Linked DNA regions of Rattus norvegicus: regions 1 and 2 are each linked to region 3. The links are chromatin contacts, called in public Hi-C maps. All regions are on one chromosome and are shown on one strand. The core of a region is the stretch at or near the end of the contact, and the rest is flanking DNA. Distances in the headings are between cores, read along the strand shown.

Region 1 (2,700 bases), core at 57-2,556, 240 kb before region 3:
CGGTGGGTCCATGACCTCCGGAGAGGAGGACCGAGGGTGGGGTGGCCGCGGCGGCAGCAGCAGCATCTGGAGCGGCAGCTGGGAGCGGCGGAGGGAAGAGAAGTTAAGATCCTCTCTTCCTTTCAGGAAAAAAAAAAATCCTAAAAAGGAAGGTGTTCCCATTCTCTGCCAGACTGTGCTACTGACCTACCTCCCTTCAAAGTAAAAAGTGATTCCAGTCCCCATCTCTGGACACCAGGGCTTGGTAACACCCGGCTTCACCCGACTCAGGTCAGAACCTCAGACATCCTTCGGATTCCCTCCGCTCACCCCCACCCACTGAAATCAATCTCCAAGTCCATTTCTTTCTTTTTCAGTTTAGGTCCTCTCTAATCTCACATTCCAGAGCCTCCGAGATTTTTCTCCCATCTACCCATTCCTCTTTCTCAGAGCTTTACTCAAGCTCTGGCTCAGTCCTTTCCCTCAGGTCCTCAATACCTTCAGAGCCTTCCCAATCTCCACAGTTGTCGCCTCAAGTTTCCTCTCTAGATACTTATCCGGAGTTCCACTAACCCAATTCCCCACTTCCCATCCAGGGTTTTTTATGTCATCCCCACACTCTGCACCTAAAGGTCTCCCATTCTCTTTCCACTCCGGGAAACCCATCGTCTGTACTTCATTCTCTACTGCCTGCCTTCAATAATCGCCCCCATCTTGTTTCATTTCATTCACCACCGTCTCCACCCACAAAGTATCCTGACATCTTCGTTTTTCTCTCCGTCGCCGCCACCACCTTGGAGCATCTTTCCACTCTCAGTCATAGACCTCTGGTTTCTTGCTCCCAAACAGAAACCCCTAACCTTGGTCCCTCCTCTCTAGTTACAGCTGGCATCTCTGATCCCTCTTCACCTCCCAGGCTATATGATGCATGACCCCTAGCCTGGGGACTTCCAGCAACACTGGTCCTCTAAACCACCCCGTCCCGTTATATCCCGTAGGGCCTTCCTACTCCCCTGGCTTCCATAAGGAGCTTTGGCCTCCCGACATTCCTCTCTCCGGCTCTGGGCGTCGCTTTCGTCGCCTCACCGCTCCGACCCACACCCAGAGACCTGCCGGCCTCGCGCCCTGCCCAAGCCAGGCTCCTCCCTCCATCCCGGCCCCCGTACCCGGTGCAGCAGCCTCTCGGGTCCGGGGGAGAACGGGGCCGAGGTCCCGGACGGACCCGGGCTTGCCCTGACGAGCGCCGCGGTAGGAGCGAGCTTCCGGGCAGCTCCGGGCCGGCGGCGCCGGGGACGCGGGTCGGGGGGCGCAGGGGCGCGAGGGGCGACGGCGTCCCTGGGAAAGAGCACCGTTCAGAAACGCACGCTCCACAGACGAAGGTTCCGAGGCTGGAGTCAACGGCTCTAAAGGGAGCGCGTAAAGGGTGGGGGTGGCGCGTAGCCAACAAGAAGGACCTGCAAAAGAACAGTTCCCAGCTGCGTGCCATTCACGGAAAGAGCCATTCTGTTTCTTTGAGTGACCAGTATATTGAAGCTAAATACCGTGAAGTCTCGCAAGCCATCCATAAAGAATTGGAATGTACAGTTTGTTGTCTTTCCACCCTGCCTCCCCTTTCCGCTCAGGCAAAACCACTCAAGGCAGCAGGTTAGAGAAGGATGTGTTTCTGTTGGATGAGCAAATGGAGAAACTAAGGTCCAGAAGCCAGATCTCTGTTGTGGTTTGGTAGGGTCACAATCCTCACATCTTAGAAAGAGGGAAATCAATACCCAAAGAAGACGTTGCCAGATTAGGTAAAGTATATGTGGCGAAACAGAAGCTGGAGACACCAGATGTTGACAGAGAAAGGAAAATGTGCTAGTTCCGGCTGAGCATTTAGGGAATCTGAAAACTGGAGCTTGCTTGCTAGGTATAAAAATGGGGACAGGGCCGATGGTATAGCTCAGTCGATAGAATGCTAACCTAACATGCACTCTGGTTCGAGCCCCAGCACTACAAAAGAAACGGGTGTGATAGCTTGAAACAGAAGAATCAGAAGTTCAATATAGCGAGTTGGAGGCCAGCCTGGGTTACATGAAATCGCATCTTAAAATAAGGGTGGGGAGCAGCCGTGATTCTTGCCAGTGATCTGGTGGGGAAAAGTAAAGCCCAGAGGAGGCCAGCCATTCCTAGGCACAGGCACAGGAAGGTTTGGACTTGAATACATGAGGAAGCTGAGGCTCAGAGAAAGTCAAGCATTGTCATATACACAGGCAAGGAAGCTGGTTCTCCGGAATGGGTAGAAGTGGTGGGTCACCAGCACCCGCTGCCCAGGGTAGCTGGCATGCTGGGGCTCTTCGAGGAGGGTCCGAGCATCCAGTGTTCATGAAGTAACATTGCAGGTGCAGCCTGGGCCAGTGAAGACACTTCATATTTGTAAGATGCACTCTGGTATGAGAAGCAATTACGGGAGGTTGGGACCCATCTAGGGATAAGTCCTAGATTCATGTACTGGGAGTTGGGAGGGGGCAACAGCTGGAAATAGCTGAGGGAGAGAGGGTTAGTCTGATGCCCAGCCCAAGGACAACGCCACCCCAAAGAGTGGACTACCCCTTGAAGAATTATCCAATATCTTTCCCATCGGTGACAAATGCTATAATTTCTATGAGGCATGGCGGACACTGGATACATGAAGCTATTGAGCACTAGTGCTTCTGAGGCCCTAAAGTATGGAACTTATTCATT
Region 2 (2,700 bases), core at 133-2,632, 220 kb before region 3:
CCTTCCTAGCTAAAGGAAATCACATGGCCACGTGTAACTGCAAGCAGAAATGCTATCATACCCCACAAAAGAACAGAAATCTTAGCCAAGATGATAAATGTTCGGGTCTCCTGGTCTAGCCAAATAGAGTTTCAATGCATTCCCGTGTCTCTTTTCTAGCTGTTTGCACACACTTCTAAAGGTCTGTACAGAAGAGAGAGGAATGAAGTTGGGCATGGGGGGGTGCATGCCTGTATTAACAGTACCAGAAAGATCGAGAGTTCAAAGCCAGGGCTGGAGAGATAACGCAGAAGTTAAGGCAGCCTCCGTATGACAGCTGACAACCCTCTCTAGCTTCGCCATCTCTGGTATCTGTGGACACTACAGACATGTGGTGTATGGACATATATGCAAGCAGAGCGCCCATAAAAGGAGGAAGAGGAAGAGGAGGAAGTGGAGGAGGAGGAGGAGGGAGGGAGGGGAGGGAGGAGGGAAGAAAGAAGGAAGAGAGGAGAGGGAAAAAAGAGAAGGAAAGAAGATTTTTAAAAATCAAAATAGAGTTCAAGGCAGCATAGACATAAAAAGTTAGAGGCCAGCTCTCACTGTTTGGGGCCTTGTCAGAAGGCAGGAAACATGGAGGCGAGAATGGAAAGAGGAGCAGAAGAGGAGGAGTCAGGCCCTGGAGTGAGTTGAACTCTCAATAGAGCCCTGTCCCTAGTGCTGCTGAAAACCTTCTTTGAGCTCTTTTCTCTCAAACATCACAGCAATTCGCAGGGGTTTGCTTCTGGCTGAAATCACCTGAGCTGCCACTCATGAGTCCCATTCTTGGCACAGACTTATAAAACCTTCCATTCATAAACTGAGCACTATGAATTGAAAGTAACCCCAGAAACGTTTTCTGTGACATAAAACAACATCCCATGCCTGGCAGAGTTAGTTGTTTTTGTTTTTGTTTTTGTTTTGTTTTGTTTTTTGTTTTTTGGAGCTGAGGACCAAACCCAGGGCCTTGACTGAGCTAAATCCCCAACCCCAGCGGAGTTAGTTTTAAAAAGGGACTTGGCAGGCCAATCATAGTGACTCTGAGGCAAGCAGATTTCTGTGAGTTCGAGGCCATCTCGGTCTAACATAGAGAGTTCTAGGCCAGACAGGAATACAGAGTGAAAACATGCTTAGACAATAAAAAGTGGGGAGACGTCGGAATTCGTCGCTAGGGTGTGGCCGACCTCCCAGCTGCAAGTTCAGTCTATCTACGTGGGGGACTGACAGGTATTGAATTTTTGCCGCGTTCGGCCTATTGCACCCCCCACGGCCCCGCCCATATACCCGTTATGACCCCGCCCCTCGTCGACCTGCCCCGCGCATGCGCAACGCCGCCAGCCCGGACCCCACCCCTCACGGAGCAATCTTTGCCCTCAGGGACAGGGCTTAGGTACAAGATGGCCGCCGCGCGCCCGGATCCCCCGATTCCGAGCTCACCGACCCAGGAGTCGCTATCCCCGGAGCCGCCGGACCTGGTGCGGGCGATGAAGGGGGTCTGGGCCGGGGGTTCACGGCGAAGACATCGCAGGGCAGGGGGCGGGGTCAAGGCGGGGCCTAGGAGAATTGGGCGGGGGTATGGTAACACTCTGGGGCGGGGTTTAAGGAGGAGCCTATTGGGAATGAGGAGCAAGGCCTGGTTGAGGTGGGTCCTGAGGACAGGTTGTGTCTTGGGCCTGGATGAGTACTGGGAGAAGACAAGGGGTGTTATTTGCATAAAGAAGTGTGGAGTCTTAAATGGGAGGGGCATCAGGGAAATTATAGGGCTAGTGGATGGTTGGGAAGGTGACCTCAAAGGAGAGCTATAATCCTGTCACCATGTTGGGATGGCATTTGATGATATAAGGACTGCCTTACGAATGCGCAAGGGAGGAGATATGGGAGCTTCAGATGACTTTAGAACTTCTAACTAGTGACTGAAAAGTAACTCAAAATATAGGTTCATTCAGCAAACATTTAAAGTTCCAGGGGATCAAAATGGACAACGATTGCGTTCTCTTGCAGCTTGCAGTCTTATGAGGAGAAAAAGTGATGATAAAGAGAATTTATGTCCTATAAGAGAAATAAGACGTAGGGTTGGGGATTTAGCTCAGTGGTAGAGCGCTTGCCTAGCAAACGCAAGGCCCTGGGCTCGGTCCCCAGCTCCGAAAAATAGAAAAAAGAAAAAAAAAGAAAAGAAAAAAAAAAGAGAAATAAGACGTACACTCAGAGTGGGGGTGGTGGGAGCTAAATTGAAATGGCAGAAGTCAGCTGGGTGCCGGCTTATATTTACACTGTAATCGGTGAGATAAGCAGGATCCAGATCATGTTTGATATTATAGGAAGGACACGAGGTTTTAAGTGCAACTGGAGGGCTTGGAGTGGTGAAAAGTGATGACCTCATCTACATTTTCCAAGGTCCATTTGGGCACTCTAGGAGAGGTGGATAATGAGGGGCAGAGGCAGGAACAGGGATTCCCTTTGAGTGATGTTTTGCATTCTAAGGGGAATAAATTATGAGGCTTTTAACTAGTACAGAGGAGAGGCACCCCCATGTCTATGGTATATTTGGGGCAAGAAGGGGAAAATGTCAGAATGGATCCAGCAAGAATTCTGGATCATGGATAACAGGGTTAAGAAACCAAGGGATGAGGCTGAAGAGGTGGCTCGGCCTTAAGAGTACTGACAGAGAAGCCTTTCGGAAAG
Region 3 (2,700 bases), core at 22-2,521:
GTTAAGGGTGAGGGAAGAGATGACCTCAATGTGGACAGCACTATCCCATACACTAGGGGACGGATATAAAAGTTATGAGTCAAGGGTGTGGTGGCATATACTTTTAATCTCAGCACTCAGGAAGATGATCTCTGTGAGTTCAGGTCAGCCTGGTCTATAACTCGAGTTTCAGGAAGGACAGTCAGGCCTGCACAGAACAACCCTGTCTTGAAAAGCCCAAACAAAACAAAGCAACCCCACCCACCCCACTCCGCCTCCCTAAAAAAGGACTTCCAGGCCAGTTATGGCTAAATAATGAAATTCTCTCAAAAACGTAACAGAAGTGTATAGGATCTAGATGCCAGTCATAAAAGCCCTCAATAAGAACGTGGGACGTCCCTGGCTTCTTCCTCTGGCATCCCTAAGAATCCCAGAGTTTACTAGCCACTAAAGAAACTTAAGGGTGGCAAAGGTCACAAATCATATGCTAGAGGACCAGGAAGTCCAAGCCCTCAGAGTCATCCAACCTGATTTTCTGAGGGCTGCCTAACACAAAACAGGAGCACAGAACAAAATGGCGCCACATAGACAAATACACACAGACTTCCGCCTTTCCATAGCTTCCAGGCGAGGTCGCCCGCCTCCCAGAATAATATTTGCATACACAAAAGAAATTTAGACATTTCATTGGTCAAGGGTGGAGTCTATCACGCTGAGCTGGCTTCCCATTAGTAGCTCTCCATTTCTACCCGCCCCACGAGTCCAGACGCCCCACTTTATTGGTCAAAGACCCTTCCGTCACTCCTTTAACCCTTCCAGTCCCGCCTTCCCTCGCCCTGCCCCTTCCTCTAGCTAACCGTTAGTTGCGTGCGCGTCTTTCTCCATGCAGGAGCGCGCGCGCACGCCAAGTCGTGGCGGCGTCTCATTCAAACGGTCCAATCAGCGGCCGCGTCGCCTCTGCGGGTTTTTTTTTCCCCCCTTTCTCTCTGCTCGGGGTTTTTAGCCGCTTGGTTTCCTCAGGTCTACTCTTCTGCTGGCGCGAGCCCTCATTGGATAACCCTCTTCACAAACTTGGTTCGAACTTCTGCTCCTATTCTGAGAAGAGCCGGGGGGAGGGGGAGGAAAGCGCATTGACCGCCAAGCAACGTGCGCGTTGACGTAGCAGCCCAGACGTGCCGTGAAGGGCGGGGCCTGCGGGTAGCTATAAAAGTGCGGTGTTGGGCGCGCGGCCGGCTCAGTACGGACGGGCAGACGTAACGTTGCGTGCGTTTTGTAGCGGGCGTCGGAGTTAGTGGGGAGCGGAGCGGGCCCTCGGGGGCCTCGCTAGGGCCACAGCGGCCGGCAGTTGGGCCCCCCGCCCCGGCCGGCGGTCCGAGGAGTGCAGGAAGGGGGCCGGGGGGACCCGCCCCCGGCCTGTTGAAGTCATGGTGAGTGAAGCGGGAGGCCTGAGGGGCGGTTGGGGACTCTGGCAGAAGAGGCGACTGCGGCGTCCCAAGTGTTTTTTGGCCAGCTTCTGAGTGCTTTGGTGGCAGGGCTGGAGGTCCAGAGCCAGGAGTCGGCCCCAGGGCCTTTCTACAGACGATGAAGGAGCCCAGGAGGCCCTCAGAATCTTGGGGAGGGCTTTGGGTGCCTTGCGGCCCGCCCATGGGTGTTTTCAGGATCAAGACATCCCGCCGCCATTTCGCCCAGGCTTTTTCTTTCTTGATTTTTTTGGGGGGATTGGTGGGGGTATTTCAAGGCTAAGTAGGGGAAGGGCTCCGGTTAGGCCTTAGGCCACCTAGAACCAGTGGTGGACCCATGCGCGTCGTAACGAGCGGTTTTGAGAGGTTCGGGCACGATGAGCCACGTAGAAGCCTTTTCTGAAACAACGTCGTGTTTCTTTGGGGGCAACGGCCAGAAGCACCCTAGGTCTACTTGACTGGCAGTGATTGACATCCTCGTACCTATAAAGTATGGATTCTGGTATCCAGCATCCTTAATCCCAGATATTTCGGGCTGCTCACTCTCCTTTTCCTTCCGCGCCTAGAACTCCAATGTAGAGAATCTCCCTCCCCACATCATCCGCCTAGTGTACAAGGAGGTGACAACACTGACAGCAGATCCACCCGATGGCATTAAAGTCTTCCCCAATGAGGAGGATCTCACCGACCTGCAGGTTACAATCGAGGGCCCTGGTGAGTGTGGGCACGGAAGGGAGGGGCCACTTGACTGGATTTCTTCTGTCTTCTGTTGTGTGGCTGTGGAACAAACAGGATTCAACCTCTTGGGTGCTGGTAACAAAGTGTGGACTTTTGCTTAGGCTTGGATTAAAGCTGTCCCAAGTGTGACTTTCTAGAGACCTGCGGATGCATATAAATTAAGCAGAAATAGAAAGTGTACCGATCACCTGTCAAGCGTTAGGGCAAACGAGACTAAATGAAAACGCATTGTGAAGGAAAACAGGTGGTAATAAACTGATTCCATGTATTAAGTAAGCCACTTAGGTTTTTCAGACCTAATTTTTCAACTGAATTTATACAAAGTCAGCTAAAAATCAGTTTCAAAATCAAGTGTCTGGTCTGTTAGTGCTAGGGGTGTGGAAGATGTCTACCTGGTCTGCTGTTAGCTAGTATAGCTACTGCTGGTGGGCAGATCATCTGTGATTACCACTTTTGACCCAAGCAAGTAGGTAAAAGAAAACATACCTCATGAGGTTGTGGAAAAGCTTGGGAAATGGTTAGC

Evidence for each region. Hi-C and Micro-C count contacts between places; a contact is called where the count stands out from the background.
Region 1: a Hi-C map of the A7r5 cell line shows a contact between it and region 3, with 6 times the contacts expected there. The contact joins the promoter of Zfp580 here to the promoter of Ube2s in region 3. A contact is called at or near these places in 3 of 12 Hi-C or Micro-C datasets (the A7r5 cell line, Schwann cells and psoas muscle) and 1 of 1 datasets of contacts at active chromatin or transcription factors (oligodendrocytes).
Region 2: a contact with region 3 is called in a Hi-C map of frontal cortex, with 2.1 times the contacts expected there. The contact joins the promoter of Zfp865 here to the promoter of Ube2s in region 3. A contact is called at or near these places in 3 of 12 Hi-C or Micro-C datasets (the A7r5 cell line, Schwann cells and frontal cortex).

Annotation. Positions count from the first base shown.
Region 1 is chr1:77,816,821-77,819,520 of GRCr8, forward strand. It overlaps Zfp580 (zinc finger protein 580), which reads right to left and starts at 1,307. Exons shown (of 2, transcript NM_001317059.1): 1 at 1,146-1,307; 2 at 1-78. The coding sequence starts at 66.
Region 2 is chr1:77,832,760-77,835,459 of GRCr8, forward strand. It overlaps Zfp865 (zinc finger protein 865), which reads left to right and starts at 1,383. Exons shown (of 2, transcript NM_001134544.1): 1 at 1,383-1,493. The coding sequence starts at 1,416.
Region 3 is chr1:78,056,388-78,059,087 of GRCr8, forward strand. Ube2s (ubiquitin-conjugating enzyme E2S) reads left to right here and starts at 1,272. Exons shown (of 4, transcript NM_001106224.2): 1 at 1,272-1,406; 2 at 2,006-2,153. The coding sequence starts at 1,404. LOC134482885 (a long non-coding RNA gene) reads right to left here and starts at 974. Exons shown (of 2, transcript XR_010059564.1): 1 at 837-974.